2 separate regions of the Mus musculus genome follow, and region 1 is linked to region 2. A link is a contact called in public HiChIP or PLAC-seq data. All regions are on one chromosome and are shown on one strand. The core of a region is the stretch at or near the end of the contact, and the rest is flanking DNA. Distances in the headings are between cores, read along the strand shown. Region 1 overlaps Zfp993 (zinc finger protein 845). Region 2 has its middle 29 kb from the start of Gm13212.

Region 1 (7,497 bases), core at 3,316-5,815, 1.4 Mb after region 2:
GCCCAATATTCAGCAGCTTCCTGCAATTCTTCTAAGCCCACCTACTTCAGGACCTTTTAATTAATTAGCTTCCCAGTTCTTCCCAGCAATTTTTATTGTTTTGGATTTTTAATTGCTTGCTTACTTAATCATTGATTGATTGGTTGGTTGATTCTTCGTTTTTATTTTGTCTTTTTCTTAAACTTATCTAATCATGCATGAAGCCCACCCTCCCCAGCAGGAACCACTCCTCCAACTCTGTTGCAGGCTGCCTTTCACACAACTTCTCTGGACCTACTCTGCACAGCTTCCCCACAATGTTGCTGCCAGACTAGACCAGAGCTGGATGTACTAGGACACTGCACCTGGGTTCTGAGAGTTTTACAGAATCAGACTGAAGAGAGAACATGCTAGGAACAGGTAAAGACAGAATGAGCAGGAGAAAGAGAAGGAGCCAGAAGATGAAAAAAGACTTCTACAGTTAATTTAAGGCCAAGTGGAACAATTCAGTGTCTGAGAGAAGAACTCAGCTCAGAGAGGAGTTTGAGCTGGAAAAACTGAATTGAATCAGCCAGGTAAGCATTGAGAAGGAATAAGAAGGTGGGGGGGGGGCTTATTCAGCAGCAAATTTCAGAGGCTGAAAACACAACAGGCCTAGATAATACTGTATGGAGAGTAGAAGCTTACATGACTAGGCCTAGGTTAATAGATGTAGGCAGGAATCCTCCCAAATTACACTGACAATAGGAGAATGAAACTTACTTATACAGCCCTGTGGCAAAATGTAGACACTGCTCAGTATAAAGGCTCTCAGGAATACAAGAGAAGAAACATACCTCAGAAATAATACAAACTCAAAACTAATGCAACCAGTACAGAGAAGGTCAAAAATAATTATTCCACTCTAATGGGGATTAATGCAACACAGAGCATCAATAAGAACACAGGTCAAGGACAGGAAAACATTTAGAGTGGACAGAATAGGTGATTCAGAAAGCAAGTAGACCTTCTGGAGAAAACCACCTCATATCAGACCATTCACTCTCAGCAGACATCTTACACACCCTGGTGGGAACTTCCATAGTGACAAAAACTGCTAGGAAAATTGGGGCAGGAAGCAGAGTTATGAATGTATATACTCAGATTTGCAACCTGCTTGCTGCAATCTGAATCTGCCAGACAAGACATGGAAATTTTTATGACACTGGCAAGAATATCTGTGGGTAACAGGTTTTCTGTTTCAAGCTCCACAGGAAAAAAAAATCCATAGATTACAATGAAAATCTGCCTAAAAATCCGAAAAGGAAGGTCACAGGCCCTAGGAGGGAATCTACTGATGATATTTGCTTTATGTATAAATTGCCCTTGTCACACCCATAGGATGGACCTGGAGGGCATCATCCTGAGTGAGGTGACACATTCACAAAGGAACTCACACAATATGTACTCACTGATAAGTGGATATTAGCCCAAAACCTAAGATACCCAAGATATAAGATACAATTTCCTAAACACATGAAACTCAAGAAAAATGAAGACTGAAGTGTGAACACTATGCCCCTCCTTAGAAGTGGGAACAAAACACCCTTGAAAGGAGTTACAGAGACAAAGTTTGGAGCTGAGATAAAAGGATGGACCATGTAGACACTACCATATCCGGGGATCCATCCCATAATCAGCTTCCAAATGCTGACACCATTGCATACACTAGCAAGATTATGCTGAAAGGACCCTGATATAGCTGTCTCTTGTATGCCTGGGCCTAGCAAACATAGAAGTGGATGCTCACAGTCGGCTATTGGATGGATCACATGGCCCCCAATGAAGGAGCTAGAGAAAGTACCAAAGAAGCTAAAGGGATCTGCAACCCTATAGGTGGAACAACATTATGAACTAACCAGTACCCCGGAGCTCTTGACTCTAACTGCATATGCATCAAAAGATGGCCTAGTTGGCCATCACTGGAAAGAGAGGCCCATTGGACACGCAAACTTTATATGCCCCAGTACAGGGGAACGCCAGGGCCAAAAAGGGGGAGTGGGTGGGTAGGGGAGTGGGGGTGGGTGGCTATGGGGGACTTTTGGTATAGCATTGCAAATGTAAATGAGCTAAATACCTAATAAAAAATGAAAAAAAAAAAAAAGAAAAGAAAATCTGCCTAAAAATCCAGTAAGGAAGGTCATAGGCCCTAGGAGGGAATCTACTGCTGACATGTGCTTTATGTATAAATTGCCCTTGTTACAACCATAGCCTGATGCTGCTTTCAATCTGGATAAAATAAACTTTGATTGCAATGGGCAACAGCAATTTCCCAGGATCAAAATTAATTAAATATTGACATCAAGTGACAGCTGACAGCACTTCCCTCCATGGCAAATCCATATCATCACATCTAATATTATTCTTTTCCAGAATCATTAAGGAAATAGAATCTGGCAAAATCAAATTCATGTCCTCTTTCTACTAACAGGCGAGCCCAACTCCACCCATTGTTCAATACCTCTAACATATCTGGATCCTTTGTGAGAGTCTCCTTGACCTTTAACCTTCTAGTGCTCTTAGTGTTGATTTACAGTTATGGAGATTTGACTGAGCATATGGAGACCTGAAAATGGGAAAATATTGTTTAGAATGAACATGGAACTGTTCATGGAACAAAAATGAAAGATGTCAATACCCGAGCAAAGGATAAACATGAAGAGAAGATATGAAGAGAATGCCTATTTTTCTCTGAGTATTTCATTTACCCTAAAGATGTGAGAGTCAGTCACACAGTTAACACACATAAAGTCTTTTTCCGAGCAACACAGAAGAGGAGGAGGGAAGACTGGAAGAAAATTATTCTGATCCAGAATCCAGACAGTAATCCAGTAAAGTAAGCGATCAAAATTATTCAAAAGATACTGTCTCATTTTGTCTTAATCCATAGTAAAAGCCAGGCAGTGGTGCACTCCTTTAATTCCAGCACTTTGGAGGCAGAGGCAGGCGTATTTCTGAGTTTGGTCTACAAAGTGAGTTCCAGGACAGCCAGGACTACACAGAGAAACCCTGTCTCGAAAAAACCAATATCCAAAAACAAACAAACAAACAAAAATCCATTGAAAATTTTCCACTTATTAAAATATCTACTCCTGAAATCATCACCGCACAGCATGGTAGGCTGAACCTTGGAAAAATTCAAAGAAATTCAGGAAGAATGGCTACCTGGGGTACCTGTTAACATATCAATGAAGTCATAGTTGGATAGGTGCTTTCTTGGCTGCTGGTTATCTCTAGACCTGCCCCTCTATTCTCTATCACATCCTCAATTCCCCTCCCCCACCTGATGGCCTGGTTCAGTCTGGACCCAACCAGATATCTCTGAATTCACTAAAATGCCAAAAATTAACCTTACCACCAGCACAAGAACCAGGTATCTTCTTGAAGTGCTGTAGGTTGCATTTGTTAGGAAAATGATAAAGCCTCATAGGAAAGTACAATGGCCTATAAAATGCCTGTAGCATGTGACCAAAATCTATCACTTGGTCAGGATGTATTATTTGATAAACCTGGCCCACATGGAGGAATTGGTTTTTCTCTGGCGACACTCAGGTTTAACAGAACCTACTATATATCTTCAAGTCTGATAATCTGTCTCACACACATTCTCTATGAATGATTATTATTCACCTTACAGCATTTTCTTTTCAGGGTCTTCTTTTCTTTTCTTTTTTCTTTTCCTTTCTTTGTATTTATAACCACCTATTGAATTCAATTTTCATATCCTATGTTGTCCTCATTTCCTTAAGGAAATTTCTCCTCACAAGTACCTTGCTGCAATCCTGTCTTCATGTTTTATTCAAACCTAAGGTGTGACACTAATAACAAAGCATATGTAGACACATTTCTCAATGATGTATTTACATCAAAGTATGCATATACCTCTGTGTTCAGCTAACGGAGAATATAACTTTGCTTGGTTAATGATAATATTTACAGCCATACGATGGTGCTTTATAAGGAATATTTTCTAATTCTATCAAATCTGCACTGGTCCCCATATGACAAATACCTACAAAGCTCTCTCGGGATGCCTACTCAGTTCCCTAGAGAAAGGGAAATTAAATGGCAAATTGAGGAACAGGGGAGTTAAGAAAGCATTGAATTCGAGGAACTTTATTAAGGCCTTTGCAAAAACAACCCTCCCGGTATACAAACTCCACAGAGGGCCAAGGATGTACAGGGTTGTTTTATAAAAATATTCTGGCAACCATAAAATCAATTAAAACATCACCATAAACTCAATTCACAGGAACTAAAACTTCCTGATAATGGTAAGATATCCACAACAGAATTGTAAGAGTGGCAGAAAACGCACCCCTGCTCCACGCGCCTGCCCTGCTCCTGCCCGTTTCCCAGCACAAAAGCTCCTCTGACCTGGCAGGTGACAGGACCAGCTGCTGAATATCCTAGGAGGCCAGCACAGCAACTGCAGCTTAAGGAAGTTTTCAGGTTCCGCAAACACTAGGCACTAGTCTCCCTCCACGACTTCCTGACCACGAGGCAGCCGAGAAACATTGAGAATGCTGGAATGGCGGAAATCTAGGTTCCTCAGAGCCACTCCTTCTGGACCCGCCCAATACTCAGCAGCTTCCTGCCATTCTTCTAAGCCCACCTACTTCAGGACTTTTTAATTAATTAGCTTCCCGGTTCTTCAGAGCAATTTTTGTTGGTTTGGATTTTTGCTTGCTTGCTTATTTAATTCATTGATTGATTGATTCTTTGTTTTTATTTTGTCTTTTTCTTAAACTTATCTAATCATGTAGGAGGCCCAACCTCCCCATCAGGAACCACTCCTCCAACTCTGTTGTGGAAACACAACTTCTCAGGATCTACTCTCCTCAGCTTCCCACAAGGTTGCTGCCAGACTAGACCAGAACTGAATGTAGTAAGACACTGCACCTGGGTTCTGAATCCTTCAGATACAACGGATCCTGCCTAACTTCTCACAATGGGAGTCTATCCTCCTGGGCTAAAAATGCACACAATTAAGCAGTCCCTCTGAATTCTGATGCTCAATACCCAAAACAAAGTAAAGTTAAGATAAAATGTCTTTGGCTCAAACTATCAACTGTGTATGTATCTTATAAAGATAGCAATTTACATGATATCCTAGGTAAAGAATAGAAAACCCAGAGTCATTATCAAAGAGATTAAAGTGTGTAAACCACATATATCAACTGAAAGAGAACAGGAACAAAATGATTCTTGGGCTAAAGAATAATAGCAAATGCCTAAAGGAAAGGAGGACAACGTAGGATATGAAAATTGAGTTCAATATGTGCTTAGAAATAAACAAGGAAAAGATCCTGAAAAGAAAATGCAGTAAGGCAAATAATAATAACTCATAGAGAACGTGTGAGAGACAGATTATTAGACTAGGACAAAATGTAGAGGAATTGGATACCTTAGTCAAAGAAAATGATGAATAAAATGATGTTAGGTTTAGGCACAATATTATTTACTGCTTGAAGGGTGAGGCAATAAAGAAAAATTCCTTTCAAAAAGTGTTTAGATATTTGGCAAAAGAAAGAAAGAATAAAGAAAGGAAAGAAGGAAGGAAGGAAGGAAGGAAGGAAGGAAGGAAGGAAGGAAGGAAGGAAAAAATAGAAAGAGACCTACAATACATACTGAACTGTTTAGCCATTTGTTCATAGAAGATTCCCTGATTGTGCTCTATAATATTCTATGTATACCCATGCATATCTTCATAGGCTGTGGAAAGGAGACTGGAGAATTACCCAAGTCACCTTAGAGAATATGGCTGGAAGTCAACTCTTTCATGAAAGTAATGAGTTCCAGGATTCTCTTGTGACCTCTGAGGTTCAAAACCTGTTGTGATGACTGTGAGAGGTTAAAAATGGATTCTAGGCCAGCATGGAAGTAAGAGCTCAGAAGCACAAGTCTAGACCTGATGGTCTTTCTTTAGAGAACAGGGTTCTGAGCCCATGGACACCTTGTTACCCATTGTGGTGAGTTTTATATTTTCCCATATTGTGCTTATGTTAAAAAAAAAAAGAAAGAAAGAAAGAAAAATTATGTCACAAGTTCACAAGTTAATTGATTCTGCATATATGTACAGATTAACCACACTGGTGATTAATAATGCACATGAGTTAAGAAAAGAATCAATAACCTTTCCCTCAGAGATAATTTAACTAAGTCTGAGTCCAAAGTTGAATTCTCTACTACCTGTTATCTAAGGCTTCCATCCCCTGGGTGTCTAGTCAGTTAATCTAAACCTGTAACTTGCTGAATGCTGCCTTGTATATATCTCTTCCTGTGTGTCTGCCTTCTGTCTCCATGTTTGTGTCTCTCTGTGTACTCTATATATGTCTGTTGGCTTTTGTGTCACCATTGCTGGTCTTAAGAAAGACCTTTGCAATATTTTCGGGAACATCAAGAAAATGCCATTACATGGGAAAGGAATGGTATAGTATACAGAAATTTTTAACAGAGCTTGAAAATGTAAAGGAGGGAAATACCTAATTAAAAAAAATAAGCAAACACTGCAGGGTATTGACAACAAAAGGTGTGGCATTTTACAAACTGACAATAAGTCTTCATTGCTAACGAGCAGACTTACACAACTCACTGTGTATGAAGAGGTCAAGCTGGTGACTCCAAGAATATTGGCTCTTATGTTCCACAGTCCTTGTTATGGGAAGGGTTTTGCAAGCTACAAAAAGTGAAATATATACACAGAACCAACCAAAAAGACATTGATCTAAAATTTGTCCTTCCTCCAAAATATGCTAGGTCAATGATGTCATGAATTTATTGTGAATATCCAATCAATATCTAATTTGACTTAAAACCCAAAGCACCCCTGTTAAAAGTTTTATATGTGTGTGTGTGTGTGTGTGTGTGTGTGTGTGTGTGTGTGTGTGTGCACATTGCATATGGACATGAGTGTAGTGGGCATACTTGTGGACACACCAGTGTTATAAATAATGAGAAGAAGGTTTCTATATCGTTTAAAGCATAGGCCTTTCATTGGAGCAGTCTACCAATGATCATTTAAATTTCAGACTATTCAAGCCTATGACCTCATATGTAGCTTGCTCTTTACCTCTCTGCCCCTGTTCCCATCTATCTGTTCTCTTCTCTGTCTCCCACTAAATCTCTTCCACCTGCTTGCTCTTCCCTACATCACTTTTTCCATCCAGAGTTTCCACCCTCCAATTCTTGTCCCAGGAATTGGATGTTAGGTTTTTTTCTTACAAGCAATCAGATGTGAGACATCTCCAGAATTATGTGGATTACCTCTAGGCATAGAGAGCTGCCTGCCATTCAAATATCTCAGCAGGTGTGGAGACAAGTATTTACAAATGTAAGCCTGGTGATGAGACATAGAAATGACAATATCAAGATCCTGCTAGCACATAGTTCTCTACCAATATAGCAATAAACATTTAAAAATGCACAGACACACCTGCATAAAAGTTTAGGAAATTAACTTCAACCCATGTGGAGAGT
Region 2 (6,774 bases), core at 2,548-5,047:
CAAAACAGCCGGCCATGGTGGCGCCCGCCTTTAATCCCAGCACTTGGGAGGCAGAGGCAGGCGGATTTCTGAGTTCGAGGCCAGCCTGGTCTACAAAGTGAATTCCAGGACATCCAGGGCTATATAGAGAAACCCTGGCTCGAAAAACAAAAAAACAAAACACACACAAAAAAGACCACAAAACAAAAACCAACAGATCTAGACACACGTGACCCTTTTGTGTCCTCCACAAGCAGGCCAGCTTCAACAACAGAACTCGGTCCCTCTGATCGATCTCCGGAAACTACCAGACAGCCCTGGCTCTCCCAACTTCCCAGGGCATCCCCCAGGGTGGCAGCCTGTAGGTCCTCTTAGTAAGTCTGCGGACCACAGTCCTCCGGTCCTTAAGGCCTGAGAGGACAGCTGCAAACAGAAAGCACGCGTTTCAGAAAACATCATCATCTACAAACCCAAAGACATCTTTGTCCACTTCCACTGGGACAACCAAAACCAGAGAAATGACCCAGAGGTCTCTGAATCAGATGGGTGGTTCACGACAAGAGGGTAACAATTTCACTACCGACCAACAGATGGGACGAAGGTCCCTACATATGGGACAAAGGTCCCTACAGATGGGCCCTACAGGTGGGACAAAGGTTCCTACAGATGGGACAAAGGTGCCATGAAGTCATCTCTGCTACTGGGTGACTCCTGGGGAGAGGTGAACAATGTCTAGACAGCCCACAGAGAGTACCACCACAGACCAAAGACACCCTCCCACCAAGGTATGACTCAGTGGATCAGGGAGTGTGTGGGGTTACTTGGCAGAGCAGTGACTCAAAAGCTGCTTCAGCATAGAAAACCCCACCCCAGGGCAAGTGAGGATTCCTAAAGGCTACATGCCTGGAGCTTTCTTCTGGACTTGCAGGGGGCTCAGCACAGCATGAAGGCTAATTCTGATTGTCTAGTTGGTTGGATCTGAAATTAACTATGAGACAAACCTCTGTGTGGGTCTATAGAGGTGTTTCTAGGGTGGGTGAAGATTCCCAGAGGAGACAGAAGTTAAAGGAAAATACACTGCTATTTGTTTGCCTACCTTCATTCCTTGCTGGTAAGTGTGCCTGTCTCATTTCTTTGAGAAGCCCAGTTTCTTCAGCCTTTCAATATGGGCTGAAGCCCAGAGACTCTCCAGGAATGCCCAAGGCCTTCAACACCATATTGGAACTGCTAAGTCATCCAGCTCATGGATAGAGGAACCACTGGGTCCATATCATGGAAGTCAATGCAACCAGTCTTCCTTATGATATGTATTCTGTCTCAGATCCTCTCCTAAAGGACCCTGACTAACACATGTGTTACTGTGTGAACTCCTGGAGGGTGGGTGTTCCTGTCTCTGTCTCCCATGTAGGGAGCTGGTATGACTGGCTGGAACCTCCATCTGTGAACTTCTCTGATGCTCCCTTCTGGAGCAACAAATGCCACTATCCTTGAATCAGACAAGGCAGTATGACATGACAGAGTAGGCAGCTGCCCTTTAAGATGCAATTTCAGCTACTGCAGAAGGAACACAACTCCACTTCCCACAGCTCCCATACCTACACCTCCCACACCAAAACCTCCCACAACTTCCACTCCTATATCTCTCATGTCTTTACCACCCACACCTTTACCTCCCACACCTTGGTGACCTCCTACAGTCACTTTGGTTACAGAGCAAGAGGTCAGGTTCCATTTGCAAATCTGACCTGCTTGCTCTTCACCTTAGTGTCCCCAGACTGGAAATGCTGGTGACAGCTACTCTAACTCACTCTCTGTAATATGAGAAGGTGGTACTCAGGGTCCCTGCTCCTTGCCTACAACCTCCTCCTCCTCCTCCCCTCCTCTTCCTCCTTTACTTCCTTCTCCTCTCCTACCTCTTCCTCCCTATGTTTCTCCATCCTCCTTTTAACCCAAAAGAGGTGGATGACTTACAAAGGGCAAATGAGTCAGAGATAGGGAAGCAGAAAAAGAGAATGATTTTACTAAGTTATTATTCAGAGGTGCTTTCTGAGACAGAGAATAAGAGCAACCCTATCATTCACACAGCAGATACCTGGGCAGGAGATCTGTGGTGTCAGCCAACAGCCATTGCATGAGCAAGTAGGCCAGGAGCCTCAGGCTACCAGCTAGCCACCACAGAGGAGACTGCTGTGTACACACAAAAAAGGGACATTTAGCCCAATGGTCATAGAGGACACTGAGGTGGGATGGAAGCATGACCTCATCTGAGAGGATGGAGCCCTAACACTCTGTTATCCAGCTGTGACTCTGCAAGGCGAGTGCATCCTTGATGGGTGGATATAAATTGAGAGAGCATGTGAGATTTTTTTTCTGCTTATATTTTTATTTCATACTTTAAACTTTACTTTATCCTAATTTTGATGTATAGGTTTTCACTGAATATTAAGTTGTGATTTTAATCTCCTTGAGGACAAGTTGTTCTTCATGTACATACAAATTCTCTGCAGAGTCCTGTAAATATATAAACAGATCTTCTCCCAGAAAAACATCAGTCATTTTTATTATCCTGTTAATAGGTCTTTATTTTATTAGGGGCTAGAAAAGTTTAAAAAATTGACTTATTTATTGTTATATAAAGTATTATAAGGAGATCAATAATTATAATTTTACTTTTTTAAAAAGATTTATTTATTTATTATATGTAAGTACACTGTAGCTGTCTTCAGACACTCCAGAAGAGGGCATCAGATCTTGTTACAGATGGTTGTGAGCCACTATGTGGTTGCTGGGATTTGAACTCCAGACCTTCGGAAGAGCAGTCGGGTGCTCTTACCCACTGAGCCATCTCACCAGCCCTACTTTGTAATTTAGATGTCTATATCTTTTAAGGTTTGATGAGCTCATTCTACAATAGCCTGTCCCTGTGAATTATAGGAGATGTCAGTGGAATATGAGAAACTAAGAGTCAAACACCAATTTTAATACGCCTTTTAAGTTTAATATGCCTTTTAAGTATTTTCTGATTTTGAGGCCTTGGCATTATAAACTAATAAAACAAATACTGTATCATATCTTTGAAGGTTTCCCCAGGTTAGGCAAAGGTATAAATAACAATGAGAATTCAGCATATATACATACAGGAATAAAAGCAAACTTTCCCAAAGACAGGACATGTGTAACATTTGTCTGTTTTAAATCCCAGGGATATAGGCTCATCAGGGGTTAAATACCCAAGCTGAGCTAACAGATTTGCAGGAATGCAGGAGCAGTTTTCTGAGTGCAGTGGTGATTTGTAATGTAAGATCTTGCTATGTTATCTTCATAGGAAAAGCAACAAGCTTTTGTTAAGAAATTAAACTAAGCCAGGCATGGTGGCGCACGCCTTTAATCCCAGCACTAGGGAGGCAGAGGCAGGTGGATTTCTGAGTTTGAGGCCAGCCTCGTCTACAGAGTGAGTTCCAGGACAGCCAGGGCTATACAGAGAAACCCTGTCTTGAAACCCCCCCCCCCAAAAAAAAGAAATTAAACTAATCCTTACCTTCATATATCTGATCAGGAAGCACAGAATGACCTTGCACATGTCCAGTAGAGAAAAGATAATTTCTAATCTGAAGTAAGACTTGTAATTCTGAAAGTTGGGGTTCTGAAAATTGTAAAATATCTGTTCCACAGGTTTTAAAAGGGGGCTTGTCCTTCATATTTAAAAGACAATGTATCTCAGATGCCTAGTGTTCAGGAAGTTGTATTGGGAGAGTATTTGAGGTACCTCCTTAAGCTGCAGCTGCTGTGCCTTACTCCCAGAACATTCAGCAGCTTTCACCTTCAAGGTCAGTGGAGCTGTTGGGATGGGAAATGGGCAGGAGCAGAGCAGGGGTGTGGAGCAGGGGTGCAGTTTCTCCTGCCACACTCACAATTCTGTTGTGGGTATCTTACCATTTTTAGGAAGTTTGAGATTCTATGAACCTGGGGGTTTTGGTGATGCTTGAATTAATTGTATACTTGCCAGAATATTTTTCTAAATAACCTCTTCGATCCTTGGCAGCCTCTGTAGTTTGTACACAGGAGTTCTCTTTGATAAAGCCTCAATAAAGCTCCTTGAACTCAAATTCTCCCATGTTTCTTAACTCCCCTGTTTCTCTGTTTGCTACTTCATTTCCCTTTTAACAGGGGACTGAATAGACATTCCAAAAGAGCTTTGTAGATATTAGTTATATGAGGGACCATTGCAGATTTCACCGAATTAGAAAATGTAGGTTATAAAGCACCATCAAATGGCTGTAAATATTAACATTTACTGAGTAAAGTTACAATCTCCATTAATTTTACACTGAGGTATATGCAGGTTTTGATGTAAATACAGCATTCAAAATGTGTCTTCATAGGATTAAGTATTAATGTTACACCTTAGGTTTGAATGAAAAACAAAGACAAGATTGCTGCAAAGTATGGCTGAAGAGAAGATATATTGTTGGTTCTGTTAAACCAGAGAATCGCCAGAGAAAAATGAATTCCACCATGTGGGTAAGCTTTATTAGATATTACATCCTGACTAAGAGATGGACTTGGGTCACATGCTACAGGGGGTTGTATAGGCTATGAGGATTTATCATTTTCCTAAGACTTGCAACCTGCAGCATTCCAAGAAGTTACCTGTTTCTTGGGCTGGTGGTGCTTAGAGGTTATAATATATGCCAGAGGACCAGGCACAAACCTATACAGGCCCTGTGTTTATTGCTTTTTTCTCTGTAAATTCACATGAACCTGGTTCATTTGATTCAGATAGCCTTTTCTCCTTGGGTCCTCTAACACATCTGGCTATTTCATTCTTTCTCACATGCAGTTGCCTGACCTATTTTGGGGTAGGTTTGATTTAAAGGTCTGTGACAAGGACTCTTGTCTTTACTTAACATCTGTGGGTAGGTTTCTGCATCTCTTCCTGTCTGATGCAGGAGGAAGCTTCTTGGATGGTGACAGAATAAGACACTGGTCTTGAGTATAACAGAATATCATTGGGGATCACATCGTTGATATTTTTCCTTGAGTGGTAGTGTTTGTTTTTCCCCTGGGTGTTTATTTTATCTACTGTGTGGTTCCTAGCTACTCATGCAGAATTGGTTATGAGTTTCAGCTTACAGAGTAGGATTTACGTCAAAAGAGACATTGGTTAGCTTTTCTTACATGGTTTGTGCCATCATTCCCCTAGCATATCTGGCAGGTAGACAAGATTTTAGCCAAAGGTTTTGAGGCTAGGTTGCTTTTCACATTTCTCTTTTGTTAGCCTGTTTAGCAACTTCACATACCAAAGAAAATATTATATAGGCAGGAAGGTTCACCTTCTCTGTGTCCAGTGAGTTCTCTGAATGATATGCTTGGTAATAGAGAACTGCTCTCAATTTTAACAGAGCAAAGAGTTATCTTAGCAACTGCCTAGGTTGCTTAGGGATCTAAGGGACCCACTTAGCCAACAACTCAATTGAATAAAACTCAGGTAGTGTACTAGAAAGCTCATTTGAAGCAAATACCATGTCAGTTGGGACTGCTTCACCCCCATTAGTAGGTCACTGAATATTGATTGTCTTTATAGCATTTAGGAAGTATATACCACTATAGGCTTCCATATCATCACTCAAATACCCCTCTAATTTCCAACTGTCTCTCAGCATTTTCTTCTTCAACCTTAACTTCCCTCCTACTTTCTACCTCATTTTCCCATTCACATCTCCATCTGCCTCCAGTCGATCCATGAAATCTATTTTATTTACCTGCACCAGGGAATCTGTGTGCCACTGTGTGCCACTGTGTGCTCTGAAGTCAACTCTTCTATACTTAATATCTCTAAATACAATGGGCTTATCCAGTTCATTATTTTAGCATTGGCTAATATCCACACATAAGTGAATATATTCCATATTTCTCCACCTGTGTCTGGCTTACCTTCATAGATAATTTTTTTCTAGGTACATCTATTTGTCTGAACATTTTAATATGGATGAATATCTATCTATCTATCTATCTATCTATCTATCTATTTATCTATCTATCTTTCATCAAAGTAATGAACAGCTGATATAAATTATCAGCTGTCTCTCTAAAAACAGAGAAGTCAGAACTGAGTTCCACATCTAGAGTAAGTTGCCTCAGTTGCTGTGGGAATGCTAGAACAACAGCTGCAGGGCTTTCCCCGTGTCTCAGATTCTTCACTCCCTCCAGGTATCCAATGGTACCTATGAAAGGGGAAAGGAAATTGTTAAACTCCGTAACCACACAAATGTCACAACAACCTTATCACTACTGATGTTAGCTACTGTACATCACAGTCTCTAATACTAGCAACAGTATCAAGACCAGATCTCAAACACCTGTTCCCATTGATCCTTCCTGTCCTGACTGGCTAGCATACGGCCTGTGCTCCACTGAAATTATATCGATAGGAAACAGGAATCCATTCTTCATTAAACTGAGCTTTCAAAAGCAGTCACACACCTTCTTAGCAAGTGTCTTGTGATGGTGCTGGAGGATCCTGGCTTTCATGTTCTGCACAGGAAGCTGACATAGATTATTTTTCCTGGGCTGCCAGGATCTTATGGATTCTTTTCTATGGGTGCTCTGAATTAGTTTGTGGTCCACCACCCAACAATTAATCCTCCCTCTTCCTGCTTTCAACCTGTCTATCTGAACCATGCTCTGCCTCACCCCATTTCACAACTAATTTTTGTTTATTGCAAGATTACACTTCTGTATGTCCAGATGTCCTGACACAAAAATGTCCACTTTCTGCCCCAGGTTCTCGTGAGC

Evidence for each region. HiChIP or PLAC-seq counts read pairs in DNA pulled down with a chosen protein or histone mark.
Region 1: a contact with region 2 is called in an H3K4me3 HiChIP or PLAC-seq map of embryonic stem cells, with 17 times the contacts expected there. The contact joins two enhancer-like sites. A contact is called at or near these places in 4 of 115 datasets of contacts at active chromatin or transcription factors (double positive thymocytes, embryonic stem cells, extraembryonic endoderm stem cells and 1 more) and 2 of 9 other capture datasets (adipose tissue and liver).

The regions. Positions count from the first base shown.
Region 1 is chr4:146,905,031-146,912,527 of GRCm38.p6, forward strand. All of the region lies in intron 6 of Zfp993 (zinc finger protein 845), which reads left to right. Among named protein-coding and RNA genes, the nearest start is that of Gm21411, 7.5 kb to the left of the region's middle. Within about 2 kb of position 4,566, at least 20 of the 459 cell types and tissues checked have an H3K27ac peak or open chromatin away from gene starts, as enhancers often do. A contact at or near this core is called in embryonic stem cells, where this site is marked.
Region 2 is chr4:145,553,059-145,559,832 of GRCm38.p6, forward strand. No RefSeq gene overlaps it. Among named protein-coding and RNA genes, the nearest start is that of Gm13212, 29 kb to the right of the region's middle. Within about 2 kb of position 3,798, at least 11 of the 459 cell types and tissues checked have an H3K27ac peak or open chromatin away from gene starts, as enhancers often do. A contact at or near this core is called in embryonic stem cells, where this site is marked.